Regions from separate parts of the Sus scrofa genome. Here region 1 is linked to region 2. Evidence: chromatin contacts called from public HiChIP or PLAC-seq data. All regions are on one chromosome and are shown on one strand. Each heading gives the region's core, a stretch centred on a gene start, on an enhancer-like site or on the middle of the called end of the contact. The rest is flanking DNA. Distances are from core to core; before and after follow the strand shown.

What was found. HiChIP or PLAC-seq counts read pairs in DNA pulled down with a chosen protein or histone mark.
Region 1: an H3K27ac HiChIP or PLAC-seq map of alveolar macrophages shows a contact between it and region 2. The contact joins the promoter of MTMR8 here to the promoter of AMER1 in region 2. A contact is called at or near these places in 1 of 47 Hi-C or Micro-C datasets (heart right ventricle) and 1 of 2 datasets of contacts at active chromatin or transcription factors (alveolar macrophages).

The regions. Positions count from the first base shown.
Region 1 is chrX:51,076,123-51,079,301 of Sscrofa11.1, reverse strand. MTMR8 (myotubularin-related protein 8) reads left to right here and starts at 1,506. Exons shown (of 12, transcript XM_021080719.1): 1 at 1,506-1,710. The coding sequence starts at 1,669.
Region 2 is chrX:50,862,510-50,865,483 of Sscrofa11.1, reverse strand. AMER1 (APC membrane recruitment protein 1) reads left to right here and starts at 1,379. Exons shown (of 2, transcript XM_013990913.2): 1 at 1,379-1,478.

The DNA of each region.
Region 1 (3,179 bases), core at 257-2,756, 210 kb before region 2:
TTGCAACAGAAGAAATGGTGGGGGAAAAACTGTAATTGTAATGTATACATGTAAGGATAACCTGACCCCCTTGCTGTACAGTGGGAAAATAAAATTAAAAAAAAAAAAAAAAAAAAAAAAAAAAAAAAAAAAAAAAAAAAAGAATAATGGCAGTAGACCTCTGCTGGTTGAAAGGAGTTAGAGGAGGATATGCTCATAAACCATTTCAAAAATATTCTATGGTGACTTGCCCAAAGTCTCATAGGAAGCTTTTCAGAAATCCAGTTATCACTCTCGGGGTAGTCTGTGCTATTGAAAGGATGAAAATGCAACCTGACCCTCCCAGAACCCAGGAAGTTAATAAGAAGCTCTAAATGCCCCTCGAATTCCAGACCCTGTTCCCTATAGGTAAAAGATCATACTTTTTGCTGTTTTAGGGCTTGCTTTCTGTTCTGTACAAAACTATGTGAAAGGGGAAAAACAGGCCCCTGAGTATGTGCCTCTAGGCATGAAACTTCTTGAAACTGCTTGAGATAACAGGGAAAAGGGTTCCTAACTGCTTGTTTGGCTTCTGTAAAGCTGCTTGCATAAGATAAAAAGAGGAGAAGTTAATCGCCTAACCCACCCCAGTAAGATCGGTTGTGCCACAAAATGTTGAAAATCCTGATAAATGTATCTTGGCGACAATATGTCTCCCCTGCCCAGGGACAGGCACAAACACGTAACTCCAGAACAACTTAAAATTAATTGGTCCACGAAGCGCGGGCTCTCGAAGTTTTAAATTGACTGGTTTGTGATATTTTAAAATGATTAGTTTGTAAAATCGCGGGCTTTGTTGTGAACCCCATAAAAGCTGTCCCGACTCCACAGTCCTCTACCCCTCTACCCCTCTACCCCTCTACCCCTCTACCCCTCTACCCCTGCGTGGCGTACGACTGTGGGCCCCAGCGCGCTTGGAATAAAAATCCTCTTGCTGTTTGCATCAAGACCGCTTCTCGTGAGTGATTTGGGGTGTCGCCTCTTCCGAGTCCGGAAGAGGGGGATTTTCACTCGACTGGCCTTTCACTATCTCTGCAGAGTGCCATTACTGTTAACATTAGAAAATAGTGGAATGATATTGGTGCTCAGAATCCTTACAGCATCATGGTGTGTGACAAGTGTGTCAGTACTTCAGCCTGGGACTTAAGAACTCCTGGGCCAAACCTGGAGTCTGAACCATAACAGTCTTTTACTCTTATTTTTAATCTTAAGAAAATGGAAGCAGTCCTAGAAATATTTGTGATACTAATATGTCACTATTCTGCCCCCTGTTTACATCCCTAGAAGATTTTCCCTAAAAAAAAAATATGAAAAATCTCACAATCACTGGATTTTATTTAGACCGAGTGTTCTTAGAGAGCTGGAATGTACAGTTAGCAATTTCCCCTGCTAAAGGAACGGCATTTAGAGCGGGTTCCCCAAAGAAAAGGGCATTGCCAGGAAGCAAGATGGCGGAAGCTGCCACAGACAAAGTGTCGCGATAGGAACCCCAGCGAGGATCAGGTGACTAGAGCTTGATCCAGAGCTGGGAACCCGGTGGTGACAGGCTGGATCCTGGGTTGGGCTACGAGGTAGCGAGAGTGGTGGTGGCGGCAGCAAAGGCAAACGCGCTGGCGGCCACAGCAGGCCGAGTAGCACTGAGAGATTTGAATGGCGGGAACTACGATCATGGACCATATTACGGTGCCCAAGGTAAGGGGAAGAGTTCGGCTGGGTTGGAGCCTCGGGCTCCTTCTTGGTGCTCAGACGCGAGCCCAGGGACACCCCCTCAATTCTTCTCGGGGTACTCTTTGACGCCTTTTTCCGCGCTGGACCGAGTGATCTCTCTCGGTTCATGGTTCATACCTTCTTTCAACCAAACTGAACTCTCCTCTCCTTGGGACCCACCTGCAGGCGGGAGGAGTGGTGGTCCTGTGCAAACCGTCCTCTCACCAGACGCCGGCCCCTCGCCGGGTGCTTGCCTTCCAAGTCCCTCCCTGCCCGGCAACCCCCCAGCTGTTACTCCACACACTGCTTTACTCCAGCCTTTTATACACAGGCACCACACTTCTAACAGCCTTTTATTGAGTACTCCACATGGCATCACCTCCCAGAGAGTTACTTCCTTTATCTAGCATTTCCCTACCCTATTCTTACCTCCCTCTGCCCCTGACCTGCCCCCCAACAACTGCCTAGACCATCACAGCCCCGACCCCAGCTCCCTGGTGTGCATGTGTAGATTTGGGGCAGGGGCGGGGGGGGGGGGGGCAAAAGTATCTGTCCAGCCCCAAGCTGGCCCATGGGAAAGGAAGGAAGGGTAGCAAAGTGGAGTTGGCCCTGCTCAGCCAGGAAAAAAAACAGCCAAGACGTGGCATTACCAGTCCACTTGGCATCTGTGTATAGCTTACCCTCAGTTAGAGCCTCTTCTACTTATTTTCTTTTCAGACCCTACTCTTTCCTCTCTAACTCCTACCTCTTTCTACTCTTAAGTCCACCTTCCTCTTGTTAGGGAAGAGTTACAACTAGTCTCAAGCTTATATTTTTCTATCTATCATAACAGATGTGGCCCAGTATGTTATAATCTAAAGAGCATGGATTTTGAAGCCAAGAGACTTGAGTTAGAATGCTGGTACCCTTATCTAGTAGTTGATGACTTTAGACAATTTATTTAACCTTTCTGAGACTTTTGCTCCTCCTTTACCTAATGGAGGTAATGAAATTTTTCTGCTCACTTCACTGGGTGGTTGTGAAGACTAAATAAAAGGATATGTGTGGAAGCTTTTTTGTAACTTGTATCAACTGCAGGAATCACTAACTGTAAAGAGGCAAAAAGGTAGTTTACTTGGGGTCTTAGAATTGCAATTCAGGGATCACAGAAAATCTGGAGGAAACCAGAATAGTGTCCCTCTAGATGAAAATGGGAAGGGTTTTTTAACAGGAAAAGAGGGAAGTTAATGCAGTCTTTCACAAGTTGTTTACCAGGAATTTGGATTTGAGGGTAAATTTATTCTATATGTAAGCTTGAGTTATGGAATGCATCTCATTCATTACTAGGGAAAAGTATCTTTTCTTAGGCCAGATGAAGTCCAGTTCTCAGCATTATTCTTTCCTTTTAGCAACTTAGCAACCTTTCAGCAGTTTTAATTTAGAGTGTTAAGCAAAAGTCCAGCATGGGTAGCAAA
Region 2 (2,974 bases), core at 130-2,629:
AAATTGTAATATTTTGTCTCCTTGTGGAGATGGGTTGATGCACTGGCCCAGAGTAAAACAGACTGGCCAAAGTCATACAGGAGGTCTGAGGCAGAGCTGGAGCCAGATCCCAGCCCTAGCAGCCATGTCTCTTCCTGTGTGCCACACATGCAAGGGGCAGTAGTCCTCCTCTTACCAGTTTTAGCAGCTGGATTTTTTTCAGTGCAGACGGGACCCAATCAAGCAACAGAGAACATTCCTCCTGCAATGCAAAAACGGCAGGCATTGTTCTCTAGCCCCCCCCCCCCCTTTAGACATCTACAGAATTTTAGGGCTGGGCCTTCTGGATATTCTTGAGCTAGTGGTAGAACTGGATTCTTTGTTGCCTCAGCTCACCTGGCCCGGCAGCCATTAATGCCATTTAATGCCCTTAAGCTAGAGACTCAAGTTCAAGCTGGCCCCCTGCCACATCCCAGACACATCAGTGGCACGGCTGGTACAGGCCTTCTCACTCCACCCTCAGACTTGATCTCTGGTCTGGGCCTAGACAAAATATTTCTCTCTATCCAGATTTTTTCAAGGACAGGAAACAGCACAGAGCATAGCTCACCACTAGGGAAGGTTGAGGGGGCCACTAGAGACTTTGGGGATCCCTTCAAGTTCTGTAAAAGGTGGGAGATTTGGGTGAGGGTCAATCACGGAAATAGGTATCTACAGAGAAGAAAAATGAAAGCAGCCTTGGACTGGGAGCCTGGGCAGAACTTCAATCTGTCCCTGTTGCGGGCAAGGCGAGTGACCTTGGGCAAGTACTTTTTCTTCTCTGGGCAGCAGCAGGCCCTTCAGTAACTGGAAGTTGAACTGGATGGTTTCTTAAGGTGCCCATGAGCCAAAGAGGTGGTGAAAGCTGGGAGGCGGGCACCACAATTGACTTTCCTGGCAGGTGAATTCCCCAGCGCGGCCAAGTAGCGCTTGCAGCAGGGCCCAGTCTCTACGCTCAAGGTTGGGCTCGGCAAGGGGCAGAAGGCCTCTCCAACCTCTCCACCCTCGCCCCTCCTTGCCCGCCTCTCTGGAATAAACTGCGTGGTTGCTGCCAGGGCAGCCAAATTGCAGGGCCGCCACGGAAATGGGACGCAAGCAAAATCGAAACCGAGCTCCAGGGCTCCCGCGAACCCCATCCGGGCGGGACCGGCCCCGCGAGCTTGAGGTGTGGCCAAGCAGCTAGCTACCCGCCCGTCGTTGGGGGGTGGGGGAGTGGGGAGTCCCAGCCAGGGGTTCTGCAGCCTCTCCGCCCCCTGCCTACACCACGCCCGCGCTTATTTGCATTTAAAGAGAAACTCACGGAGGAAAACAGTAGGCGAGTCGGGGAACGCCTTTTCACCTTAGGGATTGGACCACAAACCTGCCAATCAGGGCGCCCCATACCCTACCCTGTGGCTGAGTCCCGGGGAGGGGTGGGGGGGAACTCCCTGGAACCTGGGGAAGGGGAGGCAGTGCAGGAGGTGACTGGAACAGCGGCGGCGGTAGGGGAGGGGGAGGTGGAGGCGGAGGCGGCGGTGGCGGCGGCGGAGCTCTCAGCCGTGGCAGCTGAGGCTCCAGCCTTCTCCAGGGCGGCGCAGCAGACAATAACCGGGCTAGAAACCAGACCGGGCTGGGTAAGCTTTGCTCGCAGACAGTAGTCTCCGCCTGCCCGCCCTCCGGTGGCAGTCCCGCGTGCTCCGTTCTGGCAGCCTGGAGAGGAGCTCTCAGGGCTGGGCGGGTCGGCATTCGCACCGCTCTGCGCTGCCCCTTGAAACCCGCTTTGAGGACTGCCCGGTGTGGGCCAGTGCCAGGTACTCGGCGCGAGCGACTGCGGCTAGAGGCGGAGAAGAGGTGGGCAGGCCGGTGAGCTAGCTTGGGCTATGCATCTGGGCTCCTGGGGGAGGCGGGGATGGGGCCCGCACGTGCTACCCTTAGCTCCCTGGAGAGGAACAGCCAACCAGCACCCCCAGCGGGCATTTGTAGGCCTGGAGCTCAGCAGCTTTGTTGTAGCACCTTAGCTAGAACAGCTGTGTTACACGGGTGTTGCTCACCCCAGCGGCCGTCTGCCACCCCTCCCCTCCCCTGCGCATCTCCTGCCTCTCTTACTTCTCTGGGGACGGAGCCAACGTGCTGGTCTGGGCCCGACGGATAGGATACTTGCTTTGTCGTGGATTGGGGTATCTACATTGTGTGCCTCCTCCTTGGGGGAGCTCAGTTGGGCCTGTGGGCTTCTCACTTCCCTTCAGGACCTCGGCCTTGAGGGCCCAACCAGCCACTGGGTGCATCTGGTGCCCGCCCCGCTGGCAGCCCGGCTCTCGCTGGATCCTGGGTTAGGGCAGTAGCCCAAGCTAGTCCTTGGGTTAGAGCTTCAAGGCCTCTTTGTCTCCCCCCCCCGCCCCCGCCTTCTCTCTCCAGCTTCCGGTTTAAAAATAGCGATAAGCACGGTGTTGTGTATGTGCATGTGTGTGCGCGGGGGTGTTCTCTGCCAGAGGTCGAGGGAGCAATTACTGTAGTAGAGGGAACGAACCGTTTGGGTGTGTGTGAGAGAGCTAAAGAGGCAGCCAAAACCTCCAACTTCTTAGTTACTTAAAATACTTAGCCTGCTGGGCCGCTGTCATTGTCTGCTGCTGACACCTCAGATATTGTTTCACTGCCGGACTTTGCCTAGGCTCTCCGCTGATGAGGGGCTGTGCCCGCCAAGCGCGCCACTGCACAGGCGGCAGCTGGACTGACCCTGCAAAGCTGGCCTCGGTTTGGACAGGCTTGTTTTTGGTGTGGGCCGCGGGGTCAAGATGAGCCTTGTCCTCATACATTCACTATCCACTGTAGTTTTGCCTGCCAGTCGCATTGGTCTGGGCTAGGTGGAGGGTGCTGTGCTTTTGGACTCCAGGCCCCACCCCTGGGGATACCAGCACAACCCCTTCCCCCAGGGCAGCTCTCCTCATTCAGCCCCACCCACCGCTCAGTCTGCACCAAA